Regions from separate parts of the Mus musculus genome. Here all the other regions are linked to region 3. Evidence: chromatin contacts called from public Hi-C data. All regions are on one chromosome and are shown on one strand. Each heading gives the region's core, a stretch centred on a gene start, on an enhancer-like site or on the middle of the called end of the contact. The rest is flanking DNA. Distances are from core to core; before and after follow the strand shown.

The links. Hi-C and Micro-C count contacts between places; a contact is called where the count stands out from the background.
Region 1: a contact with region 3 is called in a Hi-C map of B cells, with 5 read pairs. The contact joins the promoter of Cstf1 here to the promoter of Chd6 in region 3. A contact is called at or near these places in 1 of 39 promoter capture datasets (pre-B cells) and 1 of 484 Hi-C or Micro-C datasets (B cells).
Region 2: a contact with region 3 is called in a Hi-C map of CD8 T cells, with 7 times the contacts expected there. The contact joins the promoter of Kiz here to the promoter of Chd6 in region 3. A contact is called at or near these places in 2 of 39 promoter capture datasets (cranial neural crest and pre-B cells) and 1 of 484 Hi-C or Micro-C datasets (CD8 T cells).

What each region holds. Positions count from the first base shown.
Region 1 is chr2:172,369,543-172,373,255 of GRCm38.p6, reverse strand. Cstf1 (cleavage stimulation factor, 3' pre-RNA, subunit 1) reads right to left here and starts at 2,253. Exons shown (of 6, transcript NM_024199.2): 1 at 2,229-2,253; 2 at 127-327. The coding sequence starts at 295. It overlaps Aurka (aurora kinase A), which reads left to right and starts at 2,686. Exons shown (of 9, transcript NM_001291185.1): 1 at 2,686-2,783.
Region 2 is chr2:146,853,443-146,857,391 of GRCm38.p6, reverse strand. It overlaps Kiz (kizuna centrosomal protein), which reads right to left and starts at 1,512. Exons shown (of 14, transcript NM_001033298.4): 1 at 1,349-1,512. The coding sequence starts at 1,470.
Region 3 is chr2:161,106,828-161,110,826 of GRCm38.p6, reverse strand. It overlaps Chd6 (chromodomain helicase DNA binding protein 6), which reads left to right and starts at 1,741. Exons shown (of 37, transcript NM_173368.3): 1 at 1,741-1,838.

The DNA of each region.
Region 1 (3,713 bases), core at 1,004-3,503, about 11 Mb before region 3:
CCCACTCTTTCAGTACCACCACTGTATTCTGCATACATCCACATTGAAGGTACACAGGAGTGATTTCATAAACTGCCCCGGGCAAGCCTGGAGACCGTCCTTCTGGAATCCACACCCACGGTTTACCTAGCTTGATGAGATGCAGGAGCTGCTCCGAGGGGGCGCACACCGACTGGGGCTTGATCTCATTGATGAGGCCATTGGCGATACTAATGTAACCGTCGTAGAGCAGCTGGCTAATGATCAGCTTGTAGAGCTGCTGCCGGTCCTTCAAACCCACTTTGGTTCTGTACATTTTGCAGAAGAGTATGACAGTTTCCCTGACCGCTGCAAGAGAAACCAGGCACTGAGTAAAAGGCAGGGAGAGGCACACCCCAGGCCCTGGAAACACAGGGCTCCTAGGCCAGGCGTAACACACACTTCAATCTCAGCTTCAGTAGGTGTTTTATCTTAGGATGGCGACCTTGCTTTCTCTGTTCAGGCTCCTCAGCTGTTACCTAAGTTACTGGAGTTTAATCAAAATGGTGCACAGAAAGTGCATAAAGAAACTATTAAAATAACATCACTGATAGATACAGTAGGATCCCTGACCATCTTCTCTTCGCTGATAAACTTTTATTCCCTGTTGCTATCCCTCCGATTCTTCTGTCAACTGTGGAGTCTGCAATGTTTCGGTGGCTGCCTGGACCACTTTACACCAGCTGGAATGTAAATCTACTAGTGACTGTTGTGCTTATTTTTAAAACTTGTTTCCAGGCAACCGAGCTCATTATTATAATTATACAACTTGATGAGGTAGTACATGAACACACAAATACATCATAAAAAACAAATAAGGATAACAGAATGAAAAAATAAGCTAAGTTCAATGCTTTGGGAAGATCCTAAGTTAAACTGCTTAATAAAAATGTGTCAAGCACATGCCCCATGTCTTTATTCCCAGCACTTGGGATGCAGAGGCAGGCAGATCCCTGTGATATTGAGACCAGCCTTGTCTATAGATCCCTATCACAGGCCAGCCAGGACTACATAGTGGGACCCTATCACAAACAAAAAAATGATTACCATCAAAACAAATAAATGTAAAAATCCAAACACATTATACTCTTAAGATCTAAGCTCTCCAAACAAAACTGATTTCTTAATCAACCTGGGTGGGTAATTTGATAAGTATGTGTGTGGTTAGATGTTTGACTATAGGAGTCTGGAGACATCAAGCAAGAAGGTAGCCTGGAGAAACAGCCAAGAGTTACAATGCTTGCTGACAGACACCCCGGGCTCAGTTTTAAACCAAATGACTAGCAAGGCCACACAGCATAGTACTGACCAGAGTTCTTAACAATAATAACACCATGCAGGTCCTACTGGCAGATGCGGTGCCAAGCACCTAATTAGCATCCAATCACTAAACGAAGCTATTCAATATATTCGTGTTCATTAGAAAGAAATGGGGGCTGGAAAGATGGCTCAGTGGTTAAGAGCACTGTCTGCTCTTCCAAAGGACCTGGGTTCAATTCCCATGGCGGCTTACAACTGTCTCTAACTCCAGTTCCAAGGGGCCTGCCACCTAGACACCAATGCATGTAAAATAAAGCTAAATAAGTTTTTTTTTAAAAAGAAAGAAATGAATACAAATCTACCCCTGCATAAGATATTGGGACACAACAGAGGGTGAAATGTGTTCTAAGAATCTAGGGCACCCGTTCAAGTTAAGCCCTCCCCTTCCCCTCAAAGTTGAGGGGGAGCCTGCACACTCCAGAGCCCAGAACTTAACCATTTGACCTATCATCTTTACTCCTGTCAGGAAACATCTGGGGTTGTATCACGACATTTAAAGAAAACGGGGGTGGGAGAAGGAGGTTGAGCCTTTACTTAACTCCCCGCTTAACTTCCAATGGGACACAGATAACTTATATCCTTCCCGGAGGGGACACCGAGGCACGAGACCGGAGGAGCTCGCCCCCGGAAAGCTAACACCGGGGAATGCAGGGGGCCCAAAGCGAAGCCGCGCGACCACTTCTGCTCAGGGCGGAATTCCGGCTTGGACCCACCGGGACCGAGGCCCTTTGAGAGCCGGGGTGCAGGCCGGGCCGGCCAACTCTAGGACACGGACTTGGGGCGAGCGGCCTCCTGCCATCCTCTCCGTTAGCCCCGGTCCTTCACGTGATCCACTACAGACCCTAGCCAACCACACTAGCCCGCTTCCTTACGCCCCCTTGACCCCGTACCCGCAGATCAGGGTCTCGGTCTCCCGCTCTCTTCTAGAAAAATGGAGGAGCGAATCGTGCCCGATCGATCGCTCGGAGTGCACACCCAGTGCGCACGTGCAAAGGGCATGCAGCCGAGCGCCGAGCATCCCTGCTCCCTCGCAAGTCTGCCCTTCTCGCCATCTTACTCACTGGCACGTTCGAGACGCTCATTCACCGTCTCCGAACTAATCACCTCCGCGACTGCCTTGAATCCAAAGGGCTGTGTGTGACTGGCGAACGCCTGATCCTGGGGAGCACGGCGGGCGATAGAACGGCCGCAGATCGGACGGGCCGTTGGTGCACCACTTCCGGGCTCCGACAGCTCAGTGCGCCTGCGCCCAGCTACGGCAGGGAACGAGCTTCCCATAGTCGCGTTTACGGTGAGCCAATCACAGAACGGCATTGCTCCGGCTCTAGCCAATCAGCTCTTGGAGTAGAGGGTTTGACTCCTATTTTAAAAGGAGAACCTTTGAATTGTAACGGCTGAGCTACCGGGATCGCTTGGAGGCTTCGGTCGGGAGCAGGTTCCTGCCTGTGAGTTGGAAAGGGACATGGCTGTTGAGGGCGAGCCTGGATGCTGCAAACGGATAGGGAAGGCTGTGTGGCGTCGGGGTAATGGACTGTCTCAGTGGGTTTGCATTCTGTTTAAGAAAGGTCCAGACGTTTAAGATTTCCCGGCTTGGTTTTAGGTTCTTGTGGGAATGGGGATCCAGACCATCAGCTAACCGAGTAATTTGCAAACCGATGGTGGATGCGGGAACTGCGGCTTATTGGGGACTGCTTCGGGTGGAGAATCAGAGTCTAAGTCGACTCGACGAGTCTGTGGATGAACGGGAGTTCCCTCGTAGAGTGCCCAGGACTGGTGCTGCTCTTCCCGCAGCCTTCTGAGCAGTTTATGTCGGGACTACTTGAGGGTCTGTTTCAAAGCGCAGACCCGCTAAAGCTCAGTTTGTAGAATATTCCAGAAGTTTTAGGATTGAACACTGCCTTCGTGGTGGCCGCCGCTGTTTATTCCAACAGTAAGGTGGTGGAGGCAGGATCAAGTCAAAGGTCATCCTCAGCTACACAGTAGGTCCGAAAAACCAGCCTAAATTACATCCACATACGTCCCTACCTCAACACCTCCATCCCCACCACACACACACACACACACACACACACACACACACACACACCTAAATGTGTGGTTGCTTACATCAGCAGTCTGAGGCAGGAGGTTAGCCTTCGATTTAAGGCCAGCCACAGCTAATAAGTGAGAGCCTGTCTGGGGATGTAGTTCAGTTAGTAGGGTGCTTGCCTAGCCAGCCCTGGATTCCATTCCCAGCACTTGGAACCCCGAGGATGGTGATGACCTCTGTGGTCCTAGCACTGCGGAACTGCAGGCGGGAGGATCAGGAGTTCAGAGTAATCCTCCACCGTATAGCATGCTCAAGGCCAGCCTGGGATCCATGGAACTCTTGTCTC
Region 2 (3,949 bases), core at 263-2,762, about 14 Mb after region 3:
CTCTCTCTCTATTGTATTCTCTCTGAGATCTCACTAAGCACACTGAAGGTGCAAACATTAGAAAGTATTGAGAAAAGAAAAGCTCTGTAGGAAAAATAAAGGTGTGTGTGTGTGTGTGTGTGTGTGTGTGTGTGTGTGTGTGTGTGTTGGAGATAGGTTCTCACTATGCTGCCCTGGCTGGCTTGTATCCCAGGCTGGCCTTGAACCTGTGGTCCTCCTATTTCTGTCTCTTCAGCATAGACCACCACCAACATACGCCTAAATGGTTAATTTTTTTTTTCTTAAGTGGGAGATTAAGAGATCCCTAGAGTAGGTGAGCAGGACTGTGTCAGAAGGAAAAAAAAAAAAAAAAAACGGATGTAGAAAGAAGATAAAACACGGAAAGAAGAGTTAGGGCCCGTGGGAGTTACTTAACAAGTAATTGGCAAAAATTAAGTCTAGTGTAAGATGCAATTCCTTTGAAAAATCACTTACTTTACCTCACCTGCAATTACTGTTATGATCTTAGAATTGTTACAGCCCTCCTGTTCCTTCTGAATGATTCTGTAACTTTAACACCCACTAAATGTTTTGTTTATCAAAAGATCCAAAAATCTATTTCCTTTCTTGTCAACTAATGAGATTTCTAAGTCCAATTAATTTGGCAGCTAAATAAGTGTTCCAACAACTTATCTTTCCATGTGGTTATTTATAGTCAATTGCTTTGTACTTTTTTCTATTTATGCATTCTTAGATCTAGCTTTTTCCAATGGTTCTCATCTTTCATGTCTTAATCAAAGGCAATCCCAACCCTCGAAGCTGAACCCGTTGAAAATTTCATCCTTTTACTAGAAATTTAGTCAGCCCCAGACACTTCTAAAAGACTACAGCGCGCGCGCAAACACACACACACACACACACACACACACACACACACACACACACACACACACACACACACCATTCCAGCCTGCGTTCCTGGACCTGTCATCTTTGATGCAGTGCGGCTGTCAAAGTAGGATGACAACTTGAAGAGAGAGTGAGGAGGGGGCATGTAGGACTAGAGAGGACTAAAGAAATTCACAAGGTTTGATCAAGACTGGCAGGCAAAAAAACTCCCACTCTCACTTCCGGCCGCATCCGCAGGCTGAGGGACCTGGCTTTGGTTGTCATGAGAGATTACAGTCTCTCTGCGCTTTCAAACAAGGGGCATCCGTGGTAAAGTTGTGCTCCTAACCCCTTCTGGGGCTAGTTGGGGGTCGCAGGCGAGTTCCAACACTAGTGAACCACTGGCGGGAAGTGGGCCGGACACCGTACCCCGATGCTCTCAGTGGCGCCGCTGACTCCCTGCCCCGTCCCGCGGCCGTACCTGTCCCGCAGAGCCTGCTGGAGCTGGCCCACCCTTTCGTAGTAGCTGGGGCTCGCCAAGGGCGCAGAGGTGGCGGAGGCCTGGCGCAGGCCACCACCACCGCCACCGCGCCCTCGCGGCATTGCCACAGGGCAGCTGGCGGGCCAGCGTTGCCCAAGGAGACCGCCCCAACATGCACCGCGGGTAAACAAGGCGCCTAGCGGCCTGAAGAGGGCGGGGCGAAGGGCGGGGCGCCGAGGAGGCGGGGTTAGCCGCGGTGTGGGTCCGGGAGGGGCGAAGACAGAGAGACTGGCAAGGGTGGAGCAGCCCTGGTGGTACAGGGAGAAGACAAGGGAGCTGTGTCACGTTCTCTCTGCTACCGCTGTGTTTCTCTTCCCCTACAGAATCCGTCCTACACGCATTCATTTTATCAGATGCAGTTTCTTATTTACCTTCCTAGAATTTGCAGTGAGAGACCCTGTGACAAGATTGTTTTGATACCAGCACTTAGAAAGCAAAACAAAAAGCTAGAAGAAAACAAAATTTAAGAACCGCAAATATGCCCTTGATCTCAGCACTACGGGCAGAGGCAGTAGGAATTCTGAGTTCGAGGCCAGTCTAATTTACAGAGTGAGTTCCAGGACAACAAAGACAACACAGAGAAACCTAGTCTCAAAACACCAAACCCCACCCCCAAACAAAATAAAACAAACAAACAAAGAAACCAAATATGCCATCCCACGCTGGAATGTTTTTCAATGCTCAGGTTGCCATCAGCCCTTTCAGGGGAGAAAGATTTGGTTTCTAACTAGGTCCTTGTGAATCAAACCGTTTACTTCTGCAGTCAATTCTCCAACAAGGCCCCCAGCCAGACTACATTGGCATAAACCCTATGTCCCACAACTCAGCTGTGACCATACAAAAAGCCTAGGTGCCCCAGAGTGAATTGGGCAGACTATTACAGCAAGACTAACTTAACCTTAGATCAGTTCAGAGGAACTACTGGTTATAAAGGCCCAGAACAGAATCAGTCTTTATTCTTGCCTCCATCAACATGGCAAAAGGCTTCCTGAAGAAAGACAACTGGATTCTAAAACCCACTTGGAATAGGAAATTAAAAAAAAAAAAATGTACACACGTACTTGTAGTCAATGTGGTTCCTTATCCTAGACTTTTAATTTTATGTCTCTTTTCTCAAGTCGGTAGTTTTATTTTCATGCAAAGCATCCCTGACACCAACATTTCTTTAATAGTGTGTCAGGACTCCATGGGGATTGCACCATATCTGAATGGGTTAGGGATAGGGAGCTGTGTGTCAAAAAGTTCAGCAACAGTAAACCGTTCCTGAATGTGTAATGACCAAAACTCAATTGAAAAATCAAGGCATAATAAATCTAAGCTGCTTCTGACGGCATGTGTCCGTGTCTTGTCCCACTATAACATGCTCACTATACACTGCACATGTCCATTGCGCTCTGACTTATAGTACCATACTGGCATTAGGGGAAGCAACGAAATGGTCAAGTCAGCAACCCTAAATTATGATTTTGCCTATCCTTCCTTCCTCATACTGTCTGCCTAAATGCTGAAAGGTAGAATATATCCATGTAATCTCAGGACTCAAGGGGACAGGCAGGAGGATCTCTAATTCCAGGCGGGCCTGACCGACCTTGGCTTAAAAACAAAAACATGTGGACCAGACGATGGCCCAGCAAATGAAACATGCTTTCTTTGCAGGTATGGCAATCTGAGTTTGATTTGATTCCCAAGAGTTGTTCTCTAACCTCTACTTGTACACTCTAACACACATGCATACACACACACACACACACACAAACATGCACACGTGTGCGCTTCATTGAATTAAAATGTCATAAATCAGCATAATGGGCTATAAGCAAAATAGGGTCTCTGCTCCTGCCTTGACCAATATACCTTTTTAAGAACATGGAAATACAGTCCATGTTCCTAAATATGTGGAATTTAGTTCTCTGATTCTTTCCTAATCCACCCCCTAATTTTCCACCCTAATTAAATTAATAATTCCCTAATTTCAGGGTTGCATGATGAGACACACCTCACTCACAGTAGGGATCCATGTGCCCGGCCTTCTCCCCATTCGACCAATCCCATCTGTATCCATATGTTTGTCTCAGCCTCCTTTTGGCCTAAAGCTAAATACTAGTGATGGTTCCTTATAAGAACGGCCCAGGAAAGAGATCTTTGAAGACTCTGGAGAGCAGTCTGGGACCCTCTGAGTTGGAAATGCCTGGATTCTGGGTACCTGGGACTGTGTTCTAGGAGTTGTGTGTGAACTGCCATGGGCATCCACTCGACCTCACATTAAGTGGTCAGGAAGGGACAAGAGCAGGCCTGTAATATGCAGATCTAGTGCAGGACCCTCTTGCCCAGTTGTAAGGTTAGCACTGATATGGCTTTTAGTTACTCTGTCAACTCATTCTATCACACTGATGTAGTGCTAGTGTACTGAGGTTAATTTACAGCCTGTAGTGTGATGCCTAATCATCATCTGCTTCATTGGATTTGGAATCACCTAGGAGACTCATGCCTTGGTTGAGGGTATTTCCAGAGAGATTTAAAGGAAGACAAAGATCCATCCTG
Region 3 (3,999 bases), core at 492-2,991:
TCAGAAGGCAGGGGCTGATAGAGAGGCCATGGACGGGTGCTGCTTACTAGCTTGCTCCTTATGACTTGGTCAGCTTGTTTTCTTATAGATCCCAGGACCACCAGCCTAGGAGTGGCACTGCCCACAATGGGCTGGGCCCTCCCCCATGAATCATTTAAAAATATGCCCTACTGGCTTACCTATAGTCTGATCAAGGCTCCCTCCTCTGATGACTCTAGTTTGTGTCAAGTTGGCATAAAACTAGCTAGTACAAGAAGCAGGACCCAGAAGAGAATTAGGGCCATTGGCTGAAAGACATAAGACAACCAGGACTTCTAAGAAGCTAAACATATTCTCTTAGGGAGTACAGGAAGGCTCTGTTAACATTGTGATTACCCTTGACACACTCATACCACCCTCATCCTAAACAATTCTGACAAACTGCTCTTGGAGTCATCAGACTCAGATCATTCCTGCTTTAATTAAGATAAAGTGAGCTTTTAAAGTCAGAGTCCAGCCAGTTTTGGACTTTTTTTTCTTCTTCTTTTATTTAAGTATTCACTGGGGAAACACTCCAGATGGGACAGGCAGGAGTGAAGAGGAAAAGTGATCACCAGGTCCCAGAGTAGGGAGGATGCTATGAGGAATATTTAGCTAGGCAGGATAGGCTCTAAATTCCTCCTTGCCCTAATTGTTCCTCCCCCATCTCTGGTCTGATGTCCTTCCTCCCGCCATCTGTTTTCTTTATGGCATTTATCACTACCTGCCTCTGTGTTCATTTATTTATTTTATTTATTGCTTTTCCTTTGCCTGTTCGGTGAGTGCAAGGGCTTTGTCCTATTGACCGCTACATCCTCCGTCTCAGATCAATGTCAGGTATTTAGTGGGCACTTAAAAATTAGCTGCTAAAAAACGAATTACGGAAGACAACAATTGGTTGAATCTCTGTCATATGCTAGGCCCTGTCCTTGAGGATGCTACAAGGATGGTAGTGGAGATAGGCCCGAAAATAAACACACCATGGTTCCACTCCTGATGTTACTGAAGCATATCCAATGCGCTGCAGGATCCTCAGGGCTGGAAAACTCCCGGGGTGTGCAGGGCCCTGGGAAGACGTTCCTAGTATGCTAGGGAGCCAGGCGGATCTGCAGTATAAGCAGCTGGAGACTGACGACCCGGCTCCTCGCTTCCCTCGGCCTCTCAGCATCTTCTTTTTCCTGTCCGTTGGGACCTTCACCTCTCCTCGAGTGCGCGTTGCAGGATCTGGGCGCCGGCGGGGCGCTCACGTCGTGGGACCCCAGTACATCTTCTCCCACCTCCGGAGAGCCAATCCCGGGTTTTCCAGCTTGCTTGCCCACTACCTGCGAGACCTCCACCTGCAGGTTGAGCCCCAGCCGCGGGCCAGCGCCCAGGTCCTCGCCCCCTGCTTGCAAAACAGAGCGCAGCACCCCGCCCCGCCCCCTCCGCCTGCGGGACCCCAGCCCCGCCCCGCCCCCGCGGCCCGGCCGCTTCATTCCGGGGGGGCGGGCCGGGAGCTGCGCTGTCTGCAAGGCGGGGAGATCTAGGCTGGGAGGCGGAGCGGCTCCGACATCGACCAATCACCGCTGCGATCACATCCATGCAAATACGAGCACAATGGAGCAAGCCCATCACTCGCTCCTGCAAGCAAGCTTGAAACGGGCTTCTGTCTGATCGGCAGCCCACACGACCAATGAACCTGTGTTTTGGGCAGGCGAAACCCAATAGCGCGGCAGGGAAGGCGGGCCCAAGCTGGGTTAGGGTGTCCTTGCAGGGTGTCTGAGCTAAACTTCACCAAATAATAGCTGTTTGTATTTTGGCTGCTGCAGGAGCCATTTTAGGTAAGTTCTTCTCTTAACTTTTTATTTTCCTGCCTGGCCCCGACAAGCTGGGCTTGCCCGCGGGGACCCTGTCTCCGCCCCGCTGGCCGGGATGGGGCTGCCCTATGAATGGAGCGGGGCTGAGGGGCCGCGGCGGCGCGAGGCCCGGCCGGGCAGGGGTCCGAGCGCGGCCGCGGGCGTTCGGCCAGGCCGAGGGCCCCGAGGCCTGAGGCGAGGGGTTTGGCGTCCGCCCCTCCCGGCTGCCGCGCGCTCTGGCCGCCCGCCCTCCGTCCTTGGGAGAGCGCCACTGCGGGGCCACGCGCCCAGGCTTGGGGTCCTGCTTCAGACCCCAAGCGCGGGCCTTTGCGGCGGGGCGGGGCCTGCCAAGGCTTCCCAGGGGACCCCGGCGGCCCACGGCGCGTGAGGGCCACCCCCGCGCCCGCCAGCCGCTACCGCCCCCGCGGAGAAGTTGCTCCGCTCCGCGTCCTGCGTCTGTTTGCAGGGGTGGAGGAGGGTGGGCCGGTGCCAGGCTGCTGCTCCGGGAGGGGGCGGGGGCCCCGGCGCGTCCCCGGGTCGCGCGCCCCTCCGGCCGGCTCCTCACGCACTAACGCGCACTCGCCCCCGAAAATTTGAGCCCTCAAGACTCCAAGCCACCAAGCTACCCCGCTGCCAAGTTTGGTGCGTTATTAGATTGCATGTTAGAGCTTGCAAAGAAATTAGAGAGAGGGAATATGAAAAAAAAAAAAAGAAAAAAATCTGTTTCCTTCAGGGTATTTATTTCTCTTCTCTGTTGAGAAGTAACGGAGGAATGTCCTTCCTAAAATTTCCAGGGACCATGCCTGTCAGATGTGGAGAGGGGTTGGCAGCTCCTTGGGTTTTAAAACGAGGTTATTAGGAAATCCCCGCACTAGTGAGATAATTGAAATGTGAGTTTGTTTGCAGCTTCAGTTTTATTTGATCCAATTAAAAATGCATAAGCATGCACTTTATATTTGTGTACATAGAGTATTCCTAGTTTCAGTTATGACTAATATGACTGTGGTTTCACGAGTGTGGGATCTAATAAGGCAGTATAATTCAATTTTGAGCTCGTAGGCCCGTGTTCTCCAAATTAGGCTTTATAGACCATTAGTAATCTGGCCAAGGTTTCTAGAGAGTCTCTGGCATCTCTGAGCATCTTTCTCCGGGGCTTGTTTGTGCCTTTTTTGCCACCCCTCAAGAAACTGTTCATTTCTGCTGTAACAGATCCATGAACAGAGAAAATAGATATTTTAAATATTGACAGTTTTCAAGAGTGTCTGAAATATTTTGCCTAGGATTTGATTATTTCCCAAATGGTATATAAGAATACCATGCCAGTAGGCCCTCATATTGGCATACTCCATGGGGATCTGCTTATGGTGCTTTTGGAAAAGTCTGGACAGACACCATGCTTTCTTTCAGAGCTCTGAGTGCTTGACTTATTGTAAGGGAGTGAGCGGGTCTGTCTCATTCACTGTGGGTAGCACAGTAGTTTAGTTGGAAGCCAAGTTGGAAGATCAGGTTGGCAGCCTCTGAGAGAGTTTTTTGTGAACTTTGTGGTTCTCTGGCAACAGAAGGATTTGAGATGTGTGTATGATAAAATGATTAGGCATGAGTTGTCATGTAGCCTGGTTTATGCCAACCAGAGCAGGTGGTTTCACATAAGGGGTGTATCCATCCCTTTAACCAAGGGCCTGGGAAAATGTGAAGCGGTGTGACTTAATTTGGAGTTCCTTCTGTCCCAAGATTTCATAGATGGATTATTAATGTTTTGTATTTAAACTAACCCAAAGACTAGGAAGATGGCCTGTGTGGTAAAGTGTTTGCCATGTTAGCATTAAGACTCAAGTTTGTATCTCTAGCATCCACATTAAAAAATCAGGCATTATGGCTAACTCCTGTCATCTCTGGGGCTTGTGGGCCAGCCAGCCAACCTAGCTGAATTGGCAAACTCTAGAGTGAGAGACCTTGTCTCAAAAAATGTGGTAGTAAGATTGAGGAAGAAACATTTGACATTTGGCCTCCATGTGCACAGGCGCACTTACCCAAGCACACACAAAAAGCTAACCTGTACATATCCCTACCCTCACTCTGTTGTTTGGGAATCTCTGCTTATAGTAAGTAGTTTGAAGTGGTTTTTTTTTTGTGTGTGTATGTAGTC